2 separate regions of the Xenopus tropicalis genome follow, and region 1 is linked to region 2. A link is a contact called in public Hi-C data. All regions are on one chromosome and are shown on one strand. Each heading gives the region's core, a stretch centred on a gene start, on an enhancer-like site or on the middle of the called end of the contact. The rest is flanking DNA. Distances are from core to core; before and after follow the strand shown. Region 1 has its middle 44 kb from the start of fam155b. Region 2 has its middle 150 kb from the start of efnb1.

Region 1 (6,720 bases), core at 3,413-5,912, 220 kb after region 2:
ATGAAAAGCAAGATAAAGTGCTGACTTGCCTGTTCATTTGTTGCTATGCAGAGGAACATAACAAAAAGTTCACACAGCTGCCATATAGCAATGGTCATTGGTCATTCTTGGGTAGCTTTTACTCCAGAGCACCAGAGCTTGATCAAACCAAATTATGACTAGGAAAGCTGTGCAAGCAGTGTGGATCATATGGTTTAGCTGGACAATGGCCCGGCTGGTGGGGGGCCTCTGTGTACGTAAATGGTAGGGCCTATTTTGTATCCCAGTCCAAGCCTGACTGGACATGAGCAAACTGTGTGAAATAAGTGGGCACCTGCGGTACAGCCGTGCCATGACTTGTTCTAGAAAGTTATAAGAGGCGAAATTGCATGATTCACAAGGAATTACCCAATCCAAACAAGTATTTTACACAAGAACATTTCCTTAGGGTACAGAGAAAGTTGGAGTCTAGACATTACAGGTAGTTGCCAGATATCCCATCCCTGTCCCTGCAGGGTGACATATTGACAGAGTGAGGACAGATGGCACAATTAGGTCGGACAAGGAAATGCAGTTCTATGGGGGAGGGTGGGACTGCTCATTGTAACTGAGTGTTTGCTGAATGATAATTACCATTTCATGTGTTTATTTGATCCTTTGTGCCCCTGTGTGAGTTGTTATTCCTAAACCTGTAAGGATAACGCCCAGGTAATCAATAGAATCTACTCACTCAGCGAGTTGGTCCTTTCTCTGCCACTTTGTGTAAACTCCCTAGCACAGGGTGCGGGTGCTTCTTGCACATCATGGAGTCAGCAATCCTAGTTGGCCAATGACCTGTTTAGTAACGTCGCTCTTGAACATGTATTTGACATGTTTAATAGAAAAGTGTTTTACATCGCAAACAAGTTGCAATATTTTTAGATCCTGAATTGGCAGCTAGAAAGTGTTTTGCAAGCAATTTGCAAAAGAGAATGCATAAATGCAAGGATTGATCGTTTCAACTCATTCTCTTCATCACTATGCACAGGTGAGCAAAGGAACAAGCCAGGTAAAAGCATGGAAAGGGTTGTTGTGCTCTGTTTTAACTCACAGATTTCCTGATCCTATAAAAAGGTCAACAAAAACTCATTCCAACTTGTAGTGCACCCTACAGGTGTGTATCTCTCCATTTATAGAGATCTTTAGTCCACATCTCGCTTGGATTAAATGCTATCCTCTTTCGAGGTCAGGGGTTCTTTATGATCAAGAATCTTTTGCAATCCAAGCCACTTCTCTGATCAGGGACCTTTGCCTTGTTGGTAACAGAGGGGTTACGCTTGGAATACTCATCAGGATTCAAAATAGGCCCTGCCATTTCAGGTACAGAAAGGCCCAAAAAGTTCCTCACCATCCCAATAAATAGTGACTGTCTATGGCATCTTACTGCAGCCCGTTGGCATTTGTAGAGCTGCAACATATGAGTGCCCTCTGGAATATACACAGTAACTCACCCAAAGAGAACTAGTGGTAAATATGTAGGTCATTTTGTGTATAATGTTGCCATATGAAATTACCCTCTCAGACAGGTAAGCTGATTATCTTTGTATAATTGGTTTCCGACTGCAGGAATCCTTAACACCAGTACATCGATACAAATCTCTATTCTGGAGTGCTGCATGCTTTATGTAAGTTTATAGATATCCCACATCATTATACAGAGCAGCACAATTATTTTAAGTACACAGATAAGCTGCATTGTACTGAGCGGCGCTCTCGGTAAGAGCAGGGTGATACATATTCTCCGTCATTATACAGCACTGCTCATCTAGACTAAGTGCATACTTTGCATCAATATACAGCATGGCACTTCCATTATCAGCATATAGATATCCTGTCATTATACCAGGCAGGGTGCTTATAAGCCCCGCATAGACTCACATTCTGTAAAAAAAAAAAACAATCTGCTCATTATCAGAGCATGGCTAACTGCTAATGTCATTGCTAAGGAAGGCAAGCTCATTAGCAGGGTCCTGAGATCCACCATTATTATTCAGTGTCCCTATAAATATTTCAAATGCTCATTTGCACATAATCACTCTTGCAAACACCCTCGCGCATTAACTAACGCCAACTTCCCCTAACTAGAAGGTGCAGCGTTCATAGAAAATTGCTCTGGTGCCTGTATTTCTGATCATCATTTACTTTCTGGTTCTACAGGTACAGGATCTGTAATCAGGGATGATTGGGACCGAGGGTTTTCTGCATAAGGGGTATATCTGTACTTTGTCTACTAAACAATCATATAAACATTAAATAAACCCAATAGGATTGTTTTGCCTCCAGTAAGGATAAATTATATCCAGGGCCGGAACTAGGGGTAGGCAGAAGAGGCAGCTGCCTAGGGCGCAACCATTGGGGGGCGCCAGGCAGGAGCCTCTCCTGCCTACCCCTAGTGCTATTTTGTCATTGCCTCCGCCACTTGTCATTAGCGGCGGAGGCAATGACCGATCTAATCGCCGACCGGGTTGCCTAGGGCGCCCGGTCGGCTTGGCCCGCCCCTGATTATATCTTAGTTGGGATCAAGTACAAGGTACTGTTTTATTAATACAGAGAAAAAGGAAATCAGTTTTAAAAATTAGAATTGTTTGGTTACAATGGAGTCTAAGGGAGATGGCCTTTCTCAAGTGTTTCTGACAGATCCCATACCTGAATACTGTGTGTTAACACAATTTTTTTGTAAGTGCTGAGGTTGGATTAAAGTTCCGACTATATTATTACATTTCAATTCGTGAAAAGGCTGCATTTTTTGCATTTAATTTATGAATATTGCAGTATTAGTTGAAATTATGTTTACTTTTCAAAAAGCTTATGTTGTGTTTAGGTGAAGTTCCCCAAGTGACACTGGAAATTGTAGTCCAACAACATATAAAGGTCAAGACAGACTCTTTTCTCATACCACATATAATGTGACTTTATTTGTATTAATCTTTATTTGTATAGCACCAGCACGTTTAAACAGAGATGGTTTATCATACACATTTTCCCTGTCCCAGTGGAACTTACAATCTAAGGTCCCTGTCACATTCGCACAAACAGCAGGGTCAGGGTCGGACTGGGGGGTGAAGGGCCCACCTGGGCTCCTGTCCCAGGGGTCCTGCAGGTGCCCCCAGCCAGGTGCATCCCCTAACCCTCCCCACTAACCCCCCTCGCAGGGCCCCCCTCCCGAAGTCCTCCTCCGAGCGCGTAAATTTGACGCGTCAGGGGAGGAGCGATTGGGAGGGGGAGCACTGGCAAGGGTCGGGTCTGGCCCGCCGGGGCCCACTGGGATTTTTCCCGGTGTCCTGGCGGCCCAGTCCGACCCTGAGTAGGGTGAGTTTTATATGGAGACAGTTTTTGGAGTGTCAGGACTGAGACTGAATATAGGCCCTGGCATTTCAAGTACACAGAGGCCCAAACTGCCCCCTAGTCCAATAAATAGTGAGTGTCTATGGCATCTTACAGCAGCCCCTCTGGCATTTGCCAGAATCCACAGATTGCCAGTCTGGGCCTGGTGGGAGGCCACTGTAGTACCCAGAGGAAACCCACACAGACATAGAGAAAACTTACAAAGATTGCAGATAGTGCTCAAGTTGGAATCAAACAACGTGCCAAAGTGGGGTTCTTTGACTCCAGACTTAACCATCATGAGTTTTGTATAATACTTACCTGTTATAGGTTTTTATTTCTAGGGTATCTGCATATATCAGCTTCTATTTCCTGCCATCTACCTAATACTTGAACCATTTCCTTCAGCATTTCCAGCCCTGTGCCAGATCTACATGCATGAAGCTTGTGCCTTTCTGCTATCTGAGTCAGCTGAAGTTAGTTTTGAGTTGTGTTTCATTCAGCTGTGTCAGGGAAACGGGCAGACAGACCTTTTAATTGTACAGGTATAGGAACTATTATCCAGAATACTCAGGGCCTGGTGTTAAACCCAATAAGATTGTTTTACTTTTGATAACAATTATATCTTAGTTAGAATCAAGTACAAGGTACTGCTTTATTATAACAGAAAAAGGAAATAATGTAAATATTACAATTATTTGATTAGTTTGGGTCTATGGGTCCATAATTCTGAGTTTTCTGACTAACAGATTTCCGGATAAGGAATCCCATACCTGTACAGGGCAAATGTGAATTTGGTGTCATATTACTTGTGAGGAAGACTTACTCTGAGAACCTGTCTTTATCATGGAAACCTCCCACGACAGAACTGTGTCATCTCTGTGCCAAAAGGTAAGATGCTATTCTGTTCCTGTGCAATTGCCTATATGCTGACTATATAGTTGCCCCAGTAGAACTGCAGATGGCATTATCATCACATATTAACCCATTCTCTGCAACAAGAAGTTTGCAGATGGGTCTATAGGAGCCCAGTCATGTCCAACTTGTACTTGGCTCTGTTAGTTTCAGGGCCCCAAACACCGCTAGTTATTACTGTTCACTTTGGCACAGGCAGTCGCTTATGTTAAATACGCCCCACTCCTGCCAAGTCGATTATCGCATTGACTTAGCCATAACAATCTGCAGACCCATAACAGCCCCATCAAAAGATGAGTGTCCAGTTACCAGGGGCCGGTCACGATTACAATGAACGAGTCCACACACAGCCCCACAAATGCACATTCTTTAGCCTGTGATCCTGAAAAGCAGCAGAACCAGAAGTGTCTGTCTTTCAGCAGGAAACTGCCAGACAACAATGTGCCTAGTAATTGTCCGGCCCCAGGCTAGGAACAAGCGGCAATAAAGTGCCATCCGATAGAGCTTTGTGTGCGCTCACTACTAAGCTGCACCTCACCTCCTGTAACCAAACTCCTACTTTAACCCTATCACCCCCACATGCCAACATTAAAGGATATAAGTTGCAAATATACTGTATGTACAAAATGTGCTCAGTTTGCCTAAGTACCAGTGTCCTCCAGCTTCCCCTAACTTTTTTGGGGTGAAAAGTACAGGTCAAAAGCCAACAGCACAAGAAGTTGACTTTTGTTAGTAATGAGTTAATTTATACCCATGCATTGTTTCATTGGGAATGTAGGGCAATATAGCCAGCTCCCCTTATTGCATGTACAACATCTGGGGTGTGGAGCTGATGGTATGAATTATGCAAAGCTTTAGGGGCCTCCTAGGCAATCTCCTCCAGCAGAATAGCTGTTACCATCCCTCCACCTCATCTGAAACATGTGAGCCCTCGGGATGCCGCTGTCCCCAATCGACTTGCATAAACGCCTAGTACAACCGAAATCTAATTTCATTACTTGGTATGTTAAGACTGAGCGCAAATGGGTTAAATGATAGATGGGAACATAAGTACAAATGGCTCTGGTTCGAAACAGAAATAAAGAAAAAAAATTATAAGAAAGTTAACTAGTGATGAGCGAATCTGTCCCGTTTCACTTTGCCATTAAATTCTCAAATCTTTCAAAAGATTTGTGAAACGGCAAAAATATTGTGCGGAAAAAAAATTGTCTACTATTGCGACTATTCTTGCGGCGCCTGCAACTATTCTTGCGACTATTTGGACGTGCGACAATTTTTTTTTTTTTACGCCTGCCACTATTCTCAGGCCCAAATTTGTGGAAAGGCCACAAAGGCCCGGGCCTAGGGCAGCAAAAATTGGGGGGCGGCATGCCGCCCCGCCGCACCAAAATATTAAAGTTTTTCCGCGCATACGGAGCAATGGGGACCTCTCCCCCACTGCTCTGTATGTGATTGATAAGGGGGGGGTTCACCATTCGCGCATGCGCAGGGGGGCGCGACGGAGAGGGGGCGGCCTCGGGGCGCCCGGCAAACAAATCCGGCCATGACTATTCTTGCAACAATTTGGAAGTGCGACTATTCTTTTGACGCCTGCGACTATTCTTGTGACTATTCTTGCTACAATTTGGACGTGCGACTATTCTTGCGGCAATTTTTGGACGCGTGACCATTCTTGCGACAATTTTTGGACGTGCGGCAAGTTTTTCTGCACCGCATTTTTTAATCCGTTTCGCAAAACAATCCGCCAATGGCAAAACACAGAAATTCGCCGCGAATCCATGCCTGGGGAAACATTTCGCCCATCACAAAAGGTAACAATAGTTACACTATTATTGTGTTCTTTGGTTGCTAGGGTCATTGACCATAACAACCAGGGGAGGGGCGAGGGGAATAACTGAGATGAAATTAAAAAAAAATACAAAGTCCAGTTTCAAATGTATTTTATCTTAAATTATTTTACATTTTACAAAATAGTATAAAATAAATGTAAAAAATGTATTTTTTATTTATTTGTGTCTTCTGCAATGTCCTTTTGGGATACATTTAGAATATTCTGCGGTTTAATTTTCTTTTGACAGCCCCCCCCCCTTCAGTTATATCACAAAACACCAAACAGCTTCTAGAAAATAAAATTAATTGAAAATTAATAGAAAAAGAAAGATTCAAAAAATCGAAATTCCTCATATACTATATACTCTGATGAAACTGAGGAAATCTCTAGCTCACATCAATATAATGGTGCCAAGCTGTAACATTAAAGGGAAAGTATACCTTCCAAACCAATAAGTGTGTAGTGTACAATTGCCAGGGCACTCTATGCACTTTTGCATTTTATATTATTTTTTATTTTTGGTTTTCAAGATCTTTTGTTGATTATATATAACTGTAAATATAACACATTTTGCAACAACAGAGTCACTTCTGGCCAGTTCTTTTGGCTGTGACTGTATGATACAGTCAGGG
Region 2 (6,463 bases), core at 3,518-6,017:
TGACTGCGGTCCCTTCAGTAAGGCAAACAGAGCCTGGGTATTGCTAAACCCTTTTTAGATCTCCTATGGTGGAGCGAGTGCTGCTCATGCTAGATAGCCCTGACTGTCTCACACTATATAGAGTGTGCTATTACAGGATCTATCCCTCTGCTAACTTCACCTCATTCACGGGGCCCTGTCCCCGACTTTCACTAGAGCACCAAGGGGCTACTCTAGGGCAAATGGCTTTTACTGGGACCAAGTCTGATCCCAGGCTCGATGGAGATGTCACCTGAGAGTCAGAAGGCAGCCAAAGAGGAAGCCCTCCTCCTTGCAAGACAATTTATCAGTCTGCAAGGGGAGTGGTCATCCTTAGTAAACCAATAAGACACAATATAGTATGAACTAGATACATGGTGCTTTGCCCAGCAACAGCACTAGGAACTAGGAAGTAGGGATTTAAAGCCATAGGGACTCTAATACCTATGGGTCCCTACACCAGATTCTGAGCCCCCTCCCCATACTTCTGTTTTGACATTTTATTTGGAACAGGCCGAAGCCTGTTGTTGAGTGCTCCAAAGTCTACTGCGTTGTGAAGGCAACCAAAGATATGTTTCCTTATAAACAGGAAGAGACTGACAAGAATCTGTGACAAGAGATGAAGTAAGAGATGAGGGGGTCCTGGACACTGCACAAAGGTCCTCAGCTGCCAGCGGGTGTTGGTAATTGTAAAATAACAACAGATGGACAGTTGTAGTTATATATATTAAAACAAATACCCCAACTGTCTTGATTAAGGTAAAGCATTCAAGAATTGTCAAGGGGTTGGGCTAACAGGGGAGTGGGTGCAGACAGAAACCCAAATGAATGTCAACCCCCACAACTGGAAAAGTCTGACCGAAATCACCTCAGACATAGGCAGCGGGCAGAGCTAAGAGTGTGATTAAGGCTAATGCCACACGAGGCGTAGGGCTGAGACTTTGCATTCTCTCGCGTTTTCATGCGTATATCGGCTACATGTGCCTGCACCCGAGCGTATCCCATTCATTCGGGTGCAGGCACAAGTAGCAGGCGTAGGGCTGATTTTTCAGCAAGCGTTTTTTTCGCTTGCCGAAAAAATCAGCCCTACGCCGCATGTGGCATCAGCCTTAGAGTCTGGCCAGAACTACATAGTAACATAGTAACATAGTAAGTTGGGTTGAAAAAAGACATACGTCCATCAAGTTCAACCATAATGCCTATACCTAACCTGCCTAACTACAAGTTGATCCAGAGGAAGGCAAAAAACCCCATCTGAAGCCTCTCTAATTTGCCTCAGAGGGGAAAAAATTCCTTCCTGACTCCAAGATGGCAATCGGACCAGTCCCTGTATCAACTTGTACTAAGAGCTATCTCCCATAACCGTGTATTCCCTCACTTGCTAAGAATCCATCCAGCCCCTTCTTAAAGCTATATAATGTATCAGCCAGTACGACTGATTCGGGGAGGGAATTCCACAACTTCACAGCTCTCACTGTAAAAAATCCTTTCCGAATATTTAAATGGAACCTCCCTTCTTCTAAACGGAGTGGGTGCCCTCGTGTCCGTTGGAAGGACCTACTGGTAAATAAAACATTAGAGAGGTTATTATATGATCCCCTTATATATTTATACATAGTTATCATGTCACCTCTTAAGCGCCTCTTCTCCAGTGTAAACAGACCCAACTTGGCCAGTCTTTCTTCATAACCGAGACTTTCCATACCCTTTACCAGCTTAGTTGCCCTTCTCTGGACCCTCTCTAGCTCAATAATGTCCCGTTTGAGCACTGGAGACCAAAACTGAACAGCATATTCTAGATGGGGCCTTACCAGTGCTCTGTAAAGGGGAAGAATAACCCCCTCCTGCCGTGAATCTATACCCCTTTTAATACAGCTCAGAACCTTGTTTGCCCTTGCAGCTGCTGCCTGGCATTGCTTGCTACAGCCAAGTTTATTATCTACAAGGACTCCAAGATCCTTCTCCATTATGGATTTGCCTAGTGCAGTCCCATTAAGGTTATACGGGGCTTGCATATTTTTACATCCCAGGTGCATGACCTTACATTTATCCACATTAAATCTCATCTGCCACTTAGCTGCCCAGATTGCCAGTTGGTCAAGATCCTGCTGCAGGGATGTCACATCCTGGATAGAATTGACTGGTCTGCAGAGTTTTGTGTCATCTGCAAACACTGATACATTACTCATAATACCCTCCCCTAAGTCATTTATGAACAAATTAAACAAAAGTGGACCCAGTACAGAACCCTGAGGGACCCCACTGAGAACCTTACTCCAAGTAGAGAATGTGCCATTAACTAGGGATGAGCAAAATGGCGAAAAATTCACGAAACGCATTTGTTGCACAATTTTTTTTGTCGTCCACATCTTTTTTGTCGCCCACATCTATTTTTTTATGTGCAACAAAAAAAAATTCAGTACAACGAATTTCTCTGCGCAAATTTTTATGGAAGTTGCGCAAACCGATTCGCCAATAGCAAAATGCGGAAATTTCCGCAAATCCATGCCTGGTGAAAAAATTCGCTCATCACTAGCCAGAACGTATTATGGGACATGGGCAGGTCCAAAACTCTCCCGCTGGCCTTACGTCTCTGTGTGCGGAGTTTGGGCCTGATCTTCAACTCTGCCTATAAAAATAGGGTCTCTGAGCTACATTTCTCTCCGCAAATAATACTGAACATAAGCGGCCTGTTTTAAAGTAAAAATCAGACAGGTATTTGGAATGAGTGATTGGAAAAGTTTTCTGCACAAAATAAAGCAAGAATTAAAGAGAGTTCCCTTACTAGCGTATTTCTTTCGCATGAGTGCATATTTTAATTTACCATTTTCTTTTGCAAACAGTGAGAATACAGTTGATTTACTGCTGCTAATAAAAATGCCTTAAAAAGAAAAGAGCACTTGAAGATGAAAATAGGGCTGTATACATGTAACATCCTGTGGTGCTCCCAGACAATTTGTTTGCTATACATATAGATACTGCAGAACAGAGACAATGAGTATATTAACCCTAGACATACCAGTAAGAAGCACTCCATTAACCCCAGACATGAATTGTAAGATCACTGCAAAAAATGGACTAAAGCAATGAGTGAACATTAGAGAAAGTATTAACTTCCCCCACTTGTCTGCAGTGCTGCCTTGCTCTTCCTCCAATATATCTAAAAACTCTTAAAAAGAAGTAAGAAAAAAATTACATTATGGCTGTGCATGTCACAATGGAATGCACGTCCATCTTTAATTTTTTACGTGTTCTTCCAAAAGTTTGGTCAGGGAGCAGGGCCCAGCATGGGAGGTTGGTGATAAAACATGGACCAGTATGGCAGTATGTGGCAGGCAGGCAGTTTGTCAGTGAAGTCCAGCAGGGGGCAGCAGTTGGCAGAGCCTATCATGGTGGTGGATGACCCAAAACAGCAGTGGATGATTGACAGGCTCTGAACAGAAGCTTGTGATTAGTGGGGGCCCAACACAACAGCAGCCAGTCAATGGGGCTCAGCAGGACTGGGGCCCATCAGGATTTTTCCCAGTATCCTGGTGGGCCAGTCTGACCCTGCCTATATTTTTGCTATGTTTCACCAATAGGCCACTGATGGCAGACATGGCCAGTCATTAGTCAGTAATTGCCTGTGTATGATGGGTTGTTACAGTGGGTTTGCAATTTTGTGCCTAAAAGTTACATTGGGTTAGTTATCCCAGTCTCTCTGCCAGTGGCACACAAAGCTAACAGGAGTAAGTGCCAGTTACAATAGATTGGCAACCCATGTCTAAACTAGTAAAATTGTCTATGTACAGGCTGATATTTCCTGCAAATTGGGGTCAAAATGGCAAGTTGGGGCTCATCCTGATTTTTATTGGTCTCCTCCTCTCAATATTTAATTGTTTAGATATCAACTAGGAAAGCTTGAAAATCTGATCAGCGTTTGGTCCTCACCCAACAATCAGTGGCTCACCACTTGGGTAAATAAACCAAAAAATCATCTGCTTATAGGTTGGCCTCACCAAAACAACAACCTTCTCATGAATGGCCATATTTGCACTGACCCCTATCTCTGCCATTTGGGGCACTCTCTCTTATTTTGGTGGTTGTACAGGACCTTAGGTTTGAGCCTAAAGTTGAATGAATTTATATTGAGTGGTACTGTAAAATATACAAATTATTCTTCCGGGAGTCAATGTGGCTGTGACACTGAGCAGTGTATGTGATGGTAACGCTTAGCACCAGGCAGCAATTCTCTTCCTCTTGGATTTCCTCTGTTTACTTCTCTTGGTTCTCCCTCTTCAGTTTACTTGTAACATATTCTGTCTCATATTCCTTATCTTCTGGATTCCGATGACACAAGCTGGCATTGACCTTTGTTTCTGATGTTCTCTGTGGCCCGATTATCTCTGCCCCATATACTCACACACAAAGCAAAACTGAACTTTTCCTTTGCACCTTCCCCCCTCGGTCACCAAAGAAGATAGGGAGAGAGTTGACCTTTCATATTATTTGGACAGTGCTTTCTCCCAGTGGGAGATGACAGAGGATGGATGAAGTGCTCTAAAGCTGAATAAATCCTGTGTATATAAAGGGACATTGTTAATCCCAACTCTGTTTAAACACTGTCTGAGTACTCTCCCCGCACAGGGGTCTCACATACAGAGATATTCTACAAATAAACACTGCACACAGGGGTCCTGTGTATTGATCACTTACACCCCACCTTCTTGTAAGCAAACAAACTGCAGTATAAAGTAGTGAAGAGTATGCCCTGCCAGGGTGTGAATGCTGTGTGTCCTTACAGACAGTCATTGTTACTCTGTCTATTTATACACTGTCTGCAGATACATTATCCCTACAACATTATCCCCACACAATGAGCTCAGATAAATAAACAGTCCTCCAGCTTTGTACATGCAGGGTGTACAGAGAGATCTTGTATACTGCATTAAGGTGGCCATACACGCACCGATATTATCGTACGAAACCTCGTTTCGTACGATAATCGGTGCGTGTATGGCATGTCAGCGAGCCGACCGATATCGCAGGAAGCTGCTGAAATCGGTCGGCTCGCTGATCGGCCAAGTTAGAAAATTTTGATCGGGCGCCATAGAAGGCGCCTGACCAAAATTCTCCCTTCAGAGCTGAATCGGCAGAAGGAGGTAGAAATCCTATTGTTTCTACCTCCTTACCTGCCGATTCAGCCCTGAATGGTGTGTGGCGGATCTGACGATGTTTCGTGCGACCGATGGTCGTACGAAACATCGTCGGATCGCCACGTGTATGGCCAGCTTTAAGCAATCAGAGCAAGACAGTGACCCACAAATCCTGGAGCAAATTACCATCAGGAACATCGGCTGTGAGCAATATTAAAATGGTAAGAAAGGGATTGGCAGCCTTGAGTGCTTAGGATGCTGCGGAACTGCAAATCCCATCAGGCCTACGCCATTTCAGCTAAGGCAGGGATGGGTTGAGTTGCTCTTTCCCTACTTCTACATTATAGCTAAGGTTGAAAAAAGACACAATCTTCTATCTGATCCAATGGAATTAAAGACCAAACTCATAAAGCTGGTCATACACATTCCAAAAATATCATAAGGAACAAAGTTTCATATGATTATTTGTACATGTATGGTGGCCTGTCAATCCTGACATTCCTATGTATGAATATGGGACTTGAAGTTTTCCCTAATTTGGATCTCCAAGTAAAAAATTAATCAAAAAATTAAACATTAAATAAACAATACAGCCAATAGGATTGTTTGGACACCAATAACGATTCATTATATCGCAGCTTGGTACAAGGTACTTTTTTAGAATTACAAATAAAAGGAAATGTGTTTTAAAATTTTGAATTATTTGATTACAACAGAGTCTATGGCAAATGACCTTCCCATAATTCAAAGCTTTCTGGATAACGGGGTTCTGGATAACGGATACCTGTACTATAGATACTCCCCTGTTACAGAGAAGACACCAACAATTGAGGCTGCCTTGCCAGCAAGATGAGTGAGAGGCTGTAATAAGTTAGCAAATATTTTGAATTCAGGTCCAAAAGTTCTGTTAGTACCTACTGGAACAATGGGCTGGTACTTCAAGCTGCAAACTTACAAAAAAGTAAAATAAATTTGAATGCATATTCTGTTAAACTTTTAATCAGCTTGGGGAGCTGAAAAATAATATAATATCTGTATTTATTCCTGACAGACCAGGTTAACTTTATGTAAGGGCACATGATTGTTTATCTGTAGTACAGGTATGGGATCATTATCGGGAAACCCATTATCCAGAAAGTTCTGAATTACAGAAAGGCCGAGCCAAAATCAATTCCTGAGGGAGGGGGCCAAGTAAATTAGATGAGGAGGAATCTCCCATAGACTCCATTATAAGCAAATAATTTTAATTTTATAAAATGATTTCCTTTTTCCCCAAATAATAAAACAGTACTTTGTACTTAATTCCAACT

What was found. Hi-C and Micro-C count contacts between places; a contact is called where the count stands out from the background.
Region 1: a Hi-C map of neurula embryo shows a contact between it and region 2, with 3 times the contacts expected there. The contact joins two enhancer-like sites. A contact is called at or near these places in 2 of 5 Hi-C or Micro-C datasets (gastrula embryo and neurula embryo).

Annotation. Positions count from the first base shown.
Region 1 is chr8:43,455,174-43,461,893 of UCB_Xtro_10.0, forward strand. No RefSeq gene overlaps it. Among named protein-coding and RNA genes, the nearest start is that of fam155b, 44 kb to the right of the region's middle. Within about 2 kb of position 4,663, at least 4 of the 11 cell types and tissues checked have an H3K27ac peak or open chromatin away from gene starts, as enhancers often do. A contact at or near this core is called in neurula embryo, where this site is marked.
Region 2 is chr8:43,231,149-43,237,611 of UCB_Xtro_10.0, forward strand. No RefSeq gene overlaps it. Among named protein-coding and RNA genes, the nearest start is that of efnb1, 150 kb to the right of the region's middle. Within about 2 kb of position 4,768, at least 1 of the 11 cell types and tissues checked has an H3K27ac peak or open chromatin away from gene starts, as enhancers often do. A contact at or near this core is called in neurula embryo, where this site is marked.